Regions from separate parts of the Bombyx mori genome. Here region 2 is linked to region 1. Evidence: chromatin contacts called from public Hi-C data. All regions are on one chromosome and are shown on one strand. Each heading gives the region's core, a stretch centred on a gene start, on an enhancer-like site or on the middle of the called end of the contact. The rest is flanking DNA. Distances are from core to core; before and after follow the strand shown.

Region 1 (3,808 bases), core at 476-2,975:
TTCACTCGTCGAGCCCTTCGTCACAAGCGGACGGGTTCGGCGAGGACGGTGACCGGTGCTTGAGGTACCTAAAAGCACCGTTAATGGATCGGGAGGATCCGTAATGACGTGTCGAGGGCGACGTTGACTGTTTACCATTCGGTCCACAGGATCGGGTATGGATTAGTTTCGTTGTTGCAAGCTCTTTCAACTAACGGCAAGTTGTAAATTTAAATAGCAACGATTGCATTTATTTTATTTAACATTAGCCGCTCGAGAATAAAATTAACACACGCGTCTTAATTTACATTATTAACACACCTAGTAAAGTTTTTCATACTCAATTAACTTTAGTACGTAGTTATGTGTAGTTGGTCTATGTTGTGGTTGTAGATTAGATGAGTCGTCTATTATCAAAGGTGGCAATCTGTGCATTTGGACAAAAAAATGTTATTGATATGTCAATACAGATTGATATGAATATAATCGTCTCCTTCAAAGAATGCGGTTCAAAACCTGCATTAAATAAAGGTTAATACTGAACCTGTTATTTATCTAAGATGTCGTTCAGAAGAGTTTTGTGACTGCCAATGGAATACAAAGTCAATAATTCATTTTTATGATTTACCAATAATTGTCCAAAAGTCACATTGCCGGCTTTGATAATAGTCGACTCAGATAGAGTATAATGAGTCTCATAATATGTCTTCTGTGCAACGTGTCGTAAATAATTACATAATTGATTTGAGCTAAAAGCTTTATTACGTATTATCTTTGCTTGGTTACTATAACCGAGAATCTTAGAAATATTGTTATTTAATTTAAAATTAAATTTTAAATGTTCAATGAATGCGCTTCTATGTTTATGTTTAAAAGAGAAAATCTATTTTCAATGTCATATTGTAAATTACGAAACGTGTCTTCCATTTTAAGTGTGTTCAAAAACCATTTAGTTGAACGTGTAATTAATTATGTAGGACTGTTAGATTGTTTAGTGTTTAGAAAAGGTTAACTTGCAGTTTTTGAGCATTCTTGTAATGATATTATCGTAATTGTTGCTGTATGTAAAGATATAATGTGTATAACCAATAAAATTGTATTGTTGTTAATCCGTGTTTTATTTGTCTCGTGATAAGAATCTTGTTTCAATTGATAAGCGGATCGATATATCGAAAGAGAATGGGTAAAATGAATAAAATCAAATAGATTTTTTTTAATTTAAATAAGCCTCATTGGCTCCTTTATATCGCTATAACTTTACTACGGACTCGTAATGCAGCTTTAGAACTGGGTAAAATCCGGATGAGTAGATGAAGAAATAACAGCGGCTTGGCTTGGTAGGCAGCGGCTTGTCTGCCCCTGGCATTGCTGAAGTCCATGGGCGATGGTAACCACTCACCATCAGGTGGACCGTATGCTAGTCTGCCTAAAAAGGCAATAAAAAAAATAAAAAAAATATAACATCTTGGAATAATAATAAAAACATTATTTTTATTTATGATTTATAAGCTATCAATGCTAAGCATCGAGGTGAAAGCTTTTCATCAAATATTTTCTTAAATTTACATTTGACCACACCCTTTTCTTTCAAATAAACAATTCTATCGTAGAGTACAAAATTCTCGAGCACTGGCTGCATGGCGTTTTGCATTTTGATCAAAATTCCCGCCTTTTTTAACGTCAAATCTGATAGCTCCTGCCACATTGACAGCAGCTCGTTGTTGTCAAAAATGATGCTTTCAGCTTTATTTGGCGAATTGGACTCGTTTTTTTCTAAACGGAAACCATCTGTTACGGCGTTTTGAACGTAGGACTCAAAATTATTGTTCATTGTTTTTACTTTGACGGCTTTTCGTCTTTTTCTTTTAACCTTGCAATTGTCTGTAAAAAAAATTTACACATATTATCCGAACAAATTGACATATTGGAAATAGTAAACTAATCCGAAGGTTGGTAAAAGCGCTGTTTTAGAAAACTAATTTACTTTTAAATTATTATTTACTCAGAAGTATCGATTTAATATCATCACACACTGTCATATGTAGTAGTATTAATTTAAAAAATATGATTTATCTTATTTGCGCGGGCTGCCATTTGTGAACCGTCGCTATGTTGAGAACATTAGAATTTTTGGGTTGTGACTGTCGTTCACTAAGTGTGCTAATTTCCGGTCTCCTGATGGTCCCCAACTTCTCAGGTATACACTTTAAGATCACAGAGATTAAATTTAAATGGTTAAAAAGGGGGGTATTTAAAAATAAATTAACTTACGTTTAGCTGCGTATGACTGCAATACAGCTCTGGCCAACATATTAAAAACCAAATCAGACATATTATCTCCACAACTCGTTGGCTGTGCTGCCAATCTTAAAAATGGAACATTAAAACGCACAGTGTTTTTATAATCTTTGTAAATATAATTAAGACAATAACTTAACGGAAAATTAATGAAATTTCCTTCTTTCTGTGACATTTTATGGTAACAACAGGGCATAATAATAATTAAATGTGCGTCGGCCATTTTAACGAAAGTATCAATTGCGTCAACTGTCAAATCAGCGCACGCGTGCAACCCAGCTATGCAAAAATTCGCTTCACTAGGGAAATTATCTTTTAAAAACTGACTAATATGTGTATGAGATTCATTAGTTATTGTGTGTTTAATAAACTTTACATGCTCTGACGAACTCTCGTGGTATTTCGTTTGGCGTTTTTTGGCGGTGACATAATGACTGTCGTTACATTCCAAACCTAAGATTTTGACTTGACTAATAGAATGTAAATATTGATCCAGATAGCCCTGAAAAATCAAAAGTATTTATTTAGTACCTGCCCTAGATCTATCTTAAATATTAACGGAGAGAGCGACTCATCATCATCATTATCCTGCCCTTCTCCCAGTCACCTGGGGTCGGCGCAACATGTTTTCTCCTTCCATACTCTTCTATCATATACCATTTCTTCGCTCACTCCCCTCTTACCGTCTTTCACGCAATCCCTCTATTTCTTCTTAGGTCTACCTCTTCCTCTATATCCTTCCACATTCATAGTTAACACTCTCTTACCAACCTCATTCTCATTTCGTCTCATCACATGTCCATACCATCCCAAACGCGCACTTCTTAGCTTCTCTGTCACAGGTGCCACTTTCAGACTTCCTCTAACCTATTCATTCTGTATTCTATCCATTCTCGTTACTCCACACATCCATCGCAACATTCGCATCTCTGCTGCATGTAATCGCCTTTCATACGCCACTTTAGTGGTCCAACAAGCTGATCCATACAAGACGGCAGGCCTTATTAAGGGCTTATATATCTTCTTTTTTTTTTAGGGTAAGAGGAACTATTGTGGAGAAGAGAGCGACTATTGTGCTTAAACTATTGGAAGGCAACTATGCTCGTATTGAGCGATGCAACGGTGTTCGAATCCTGCGGTTTCACTAGGACAGGTAGCTGAGCATGGGCTCAGCCAGGAGGCATAGGACTGGTTAATAGCCTCCCGAGCGCCCGAGGAAGATCTTCTGATCGAGCGCAATGGCTTCGCGAATACCTCTGCTACTGGATCGCTATCGCGACCCAATAGGAAGATCCGGCGAGAACCTCAGCGTGTCGATGTTATACTGCCAGTGTTACTTATACTAGCTCCAAATGTCACAGCTGCAGCAGTCTAAGTCAATCGGGGGATCCGTAAATACACGAACTTTTAGATCTAATTGCCTCTCTCTTTAGACATTGATACTAGCACCGCCGCTACCTATTAAGCCTCGTTTGAAGATATAGTTTGTAGCTGTCCAGAAATACCGTAGTTTATTTTAGGGTTTTAAGGT
Region 2 (3,808 bases), core at 492-2,991, 140 kb after region 1:
CCGAGTATCAGTAGTTTGAGGATCGCTTTCTTCTTTTTCTTCTTCTTGCCTCTCTGTTCTAAAGTTATTGTTTGGAAGAATTAGGTAACTATATAGTGCAAGAAACGTATAGTAGTTGTTGCGAGGTAAAAGGGTGACAACCTCGAAAGACTTCTCAATTACCGGCAAAGTGGAAGGAAAGAGGCCTAGGGGACGTAGTCCCATGCGCTGGTCCGATCAGATTAAGACGACTTTGGAATCCAGCATCAATGTCGCTATCCAGTGCGCGGAGGACAAAAGTGAATGGAGGAACATAGTCCTAACAAAAGTGCTCAGTAAAGGTCACGACCCTCAGAACTGAGGAATACGACGCACGGAGGAGGATAGTACAAGAAGGTACTGGTTTTATTGGCGAGTGTGGCCCACGGACAGATGCCGTCGGTGAGGTTCTTCGCCAACAGTGATGCTTTACTGTTTGGTAGCAGTCGCAACATACAAATGAGAATTCAACCTTAAATGATGTGTAAGGTAAGGTTCATGTTGCTATGACAATGTCCTTTAGTAATCTGTCTGAAAAGGACACGTTTTTGTGGATTCTATTAATATTGCTACTAGCATGCGTGTTGTATTGACATGCCAATGTGTTGACAAACATTATTCATGATGACCTCAAAGAGCGTCCGTGCAACGAACCTGTAGCTTCTTGACTAAGAGACACGCATGCAACTAACCCACTAGTCATATAAATAGTCCAAACACAAACTATCCATGCATTGCATACTCAAAATAAACGCTAAAAAAAGTTTTTACCAAAATATTTCTTCACCTAAAGAACAGAAGCGAGATATTAAAATTAAAATTGAAATGGAAAAACGAAAATATAGTTAACTTTAACAACGTATCAAAGGGCTTAAACATGTCACTGAAAAGAATTGTATGTCAAATAACATACAAAATTCACTCGGGAATAAATAATTGATCTGGTAAAAGATTATCTGACTCTGCACATTCCCGATCCTGCGGACAGAGTGGAAAGCAGTCGACGTCACCCAAAACCCGTCATTTCGGATCCTCCCGATCCACTAACGGTGCTTTTAGGTGCCTCAAGCACCGGTCATCGTTCTCGTCGAACTAGTAAATTAACCCATAGACATGACCCACTGAGTTTCTCGCCGGATCTTCTCAGTGGGTCGCGCTTCAGATCCGGTGGTAGGTTTTTTTTTTATTGCTTAGATGGTTGGACGCGCTCACAGCCCACCTGGTGTTAAGTGGTTACTGGAGCCCATAGACATCTACAACGTAAATGCGCCACCCACCTTGAGATATAAGTTCTAAGTTCTCAGTATAGTTACAACGGCTACCCCACCCTTCAAACCGAAACGCATTACTGCTGCACGGTAGAAATAGGCAGGGTGGTGGTACCTACCCGTGCGGAATCACAAGAGGTCCTACCAACAGTTTCTGCGAAGCACGGCTCTTGCTAGGGTTCGTGTTAGCAACGTCGTCAGGTTTGAGCCCCGTAAGCTCACCTACTTGTTAAGGTTATGCTGAAATAGCCTCTCAAGGCTCTCAGCTAGGTAGGAAAAAAAATGACTCTTCAGGAGTTCCTCCACGGGTCCTTGAAGCTCTCAGGGTCTCAACGGTCGAAACACGAAACCTAGAAAATTCTATTACACACATTCCACCCTTCACCAACCTGGCGGCGAACTCTTATCAGTGACTCCATTCTCTAAGTCCTCATCCTGGATAGCATGCTCAGCCACAGAGTCGATAGCGTCCGCTCCCATGGACCATATGTCGGCTATCACCCCCCTGCCTTGCCTGAAGCTACCATCAGCCATTTCAAATGAGTCCGTTTCAGTCAAGTTCTCAATTTGAGGTAGATTTGGGTGGGACTGTACTGGGTCTGTTTGGGGCGATGTCGGGTCTGATTGGGTCAAATCAAAGTCGTCGGTCGTGTCAAGATTCCTCTCCCCAATCACCCAGCTCTGGACTCGAGCTTCGCGACCTTTCTCTTGTTTCTTCATCATTATGGGATGGAGGAGGTGGATCTTGGGCGGTTTCGGCTTTTTCTTTTTCATTTTCTTCTTTTCGCCCCCGGTTGAGATGGTGATGCTGTCGATCCCGCCACTTTCATGTTTCTTCCCTTCCAGGGATCTGAAAAGGCAAGATATTTTATGCTCAACTCATAAATTTAAAAATTTTCAATTTTTTTGAATACGTGCTCGTGGTAAGAACTTATTAAACTGTTTTTACTAAGAAACTCCTTCCTGATCCTCAATGTCCTAAAGCTTCCTCTATTATAATAAAATAATGCTTCTCTACTAAGGATCTAGCGATCCTCGTGTGTGCATTTGAAAGTAATAGCAGGATAAGGCTGTGGGACTATAAAACCAAGTCGTTCTTGCGACTTTTACATGGAAGTATATTTTTCTTATTTTTTTTATTGCTTAGATGGTTTGACAAGCTGTGAGCTGCCTGGTGTTAAATGGTTACTGGAGCCCATAGACATCTACAATGTAAATGCGCCACCCACCTTGAGATATAAGTTCTAAGTTCTCAGGTATCTTTACAACGGCTGCCCCACCCTTCAAACCGAAAAGCATTACTGCTTCACGGCAGAAATAAGTAGGGTGGTGGTACCTACCCGCGCGGACTCTCAAGAGGTCCTACCACCATTATATATAGTATATTTGATGGAAAATCTAGCATCCACTGCAGCATACCACATACTAGATCCCTTAGATAGAGATTATCTATATATTATTACGTGAAGCAAAAACTTTGTATCCCTTTTTACGAAAATTGCGCGGACGGAGGAGTATGAAATTTTCCACACTTATAGAGAATATAGAGAAGAAGTGCACAATGCTAATTTTTTTTTTAAATAATGTATAAAAGATACATTAAATGATTAAAAAGAACATTACACACACTACATACCATGTATTTAACGCACACACGCATGCATACTATTTATAGTCAAAATTTTTTGTTCAAGAACAAAAAAAATTCAAAAAATTTTCAAACGTCAAGACGTCTGTTGTCAAATTGAGAATAGATTAAATATTGTTTGTCTTTGTTAATATTTTTATAGTGTAGTCTTGGCGAAATTTGTGATTATAGAAGTAAAAAATACAATCATAAGAGTGTATAAACTTACAATTCCAATTAATTATAGTCGAATTTCGACTACTGCGGGACCTCTAGTAGAGATTATTGAGCGACTGGGTACCTTTTACTGCCTAGCTTGCGCTGGTGAAGTAAATGTCAATGTCAATTACGGGCTAGTCTAAGAAGTGTTTCGTTTCTTTATTTCCTTGGAAAGTGGACAGTTATGAATATCAGCAAGGTCCTTCGGAGTCTTTGTTAAATCTCATTGGAAGGAGTGACAAGAGAGAATGTTACATGACCGTGGAAGCATCGTCTAATACCGGAGGATTCACTAATGTATGTGATAAAAGCGAAAAGTGGAAAATTAATCAAATCATAGTGACTTTGTGTGAGTTATTTTTTTACTGTGAGAAGGCTTAAACGACAAAGGAAGATCTTCCACCGAGCGGGTGATATTTGCTCGGTAGACAGACGGTCCGAATGTTGTTGTTAGGAACTTGTAGCTATGTATATGTATATGTAAGCTTGTCTTGAAAATGTCAAATCAAATCAAATCAAATCAAATAAAAAAATCAATTTTTTTTTTATTCTACATAAATGAAAGTACATACTTGTTGAACGTCAAAAATAACTACCGCCAATTCACAAAAACTAGCCTCCGTCCTGAGAAGAACTGGCAAGAAACTCAGCAGGCATGTCTTTTTTCTTTCTTTTT

The links. Hi-C and Micro-C count contacts between places; a contact is called where the count stands out from the background.
Region 2: a Hi-C map of posterior silk gland shows a contact between it and region 1, with 1.7 times the contacts expected there. The contact joins two enhancer-like sites. A contact is called at or near these places in 2 of 7 Hi-C or Micro-C datasets (posterior silk gland and whole pupa).

Annotation. Positions count from the first base shown.
Region 1 is chr2:520,741-524,548 of ASM3026992v2, forward strand. LOC101746611 (glutamate decarboxylase) reads left to right here. Exons shown (of 15, transcript XM_004924977.5): 15 at 1-1,088. Among protein-coding and RNA genes, the nearest start is that of LOC101746465, 9.1 kb to the right of the region's middle. Within about 2 kb of position 1,726, at least 1 of the 8 cell types and tissues checked has open chromatin away from gene starts, as enhancers often do.
Region 2 is chr2:662,715-666,522 of ASM3026992v2, forward strand. It overlaps LOC101741103, which reads right to left. Exons shown (of 7, transcript XM_038017398.2): 3 at 1,676-2,136; 4 at 1-58. Among protein-coding and RNA genes, the nearest start is that of LOC101741103, 24 kb to the right of the region's middle. Within about 2 kb of position 1,742, at least 2 of the 8 cell types and tissues checked have open chromatin away from gene starts, as enhancers often do.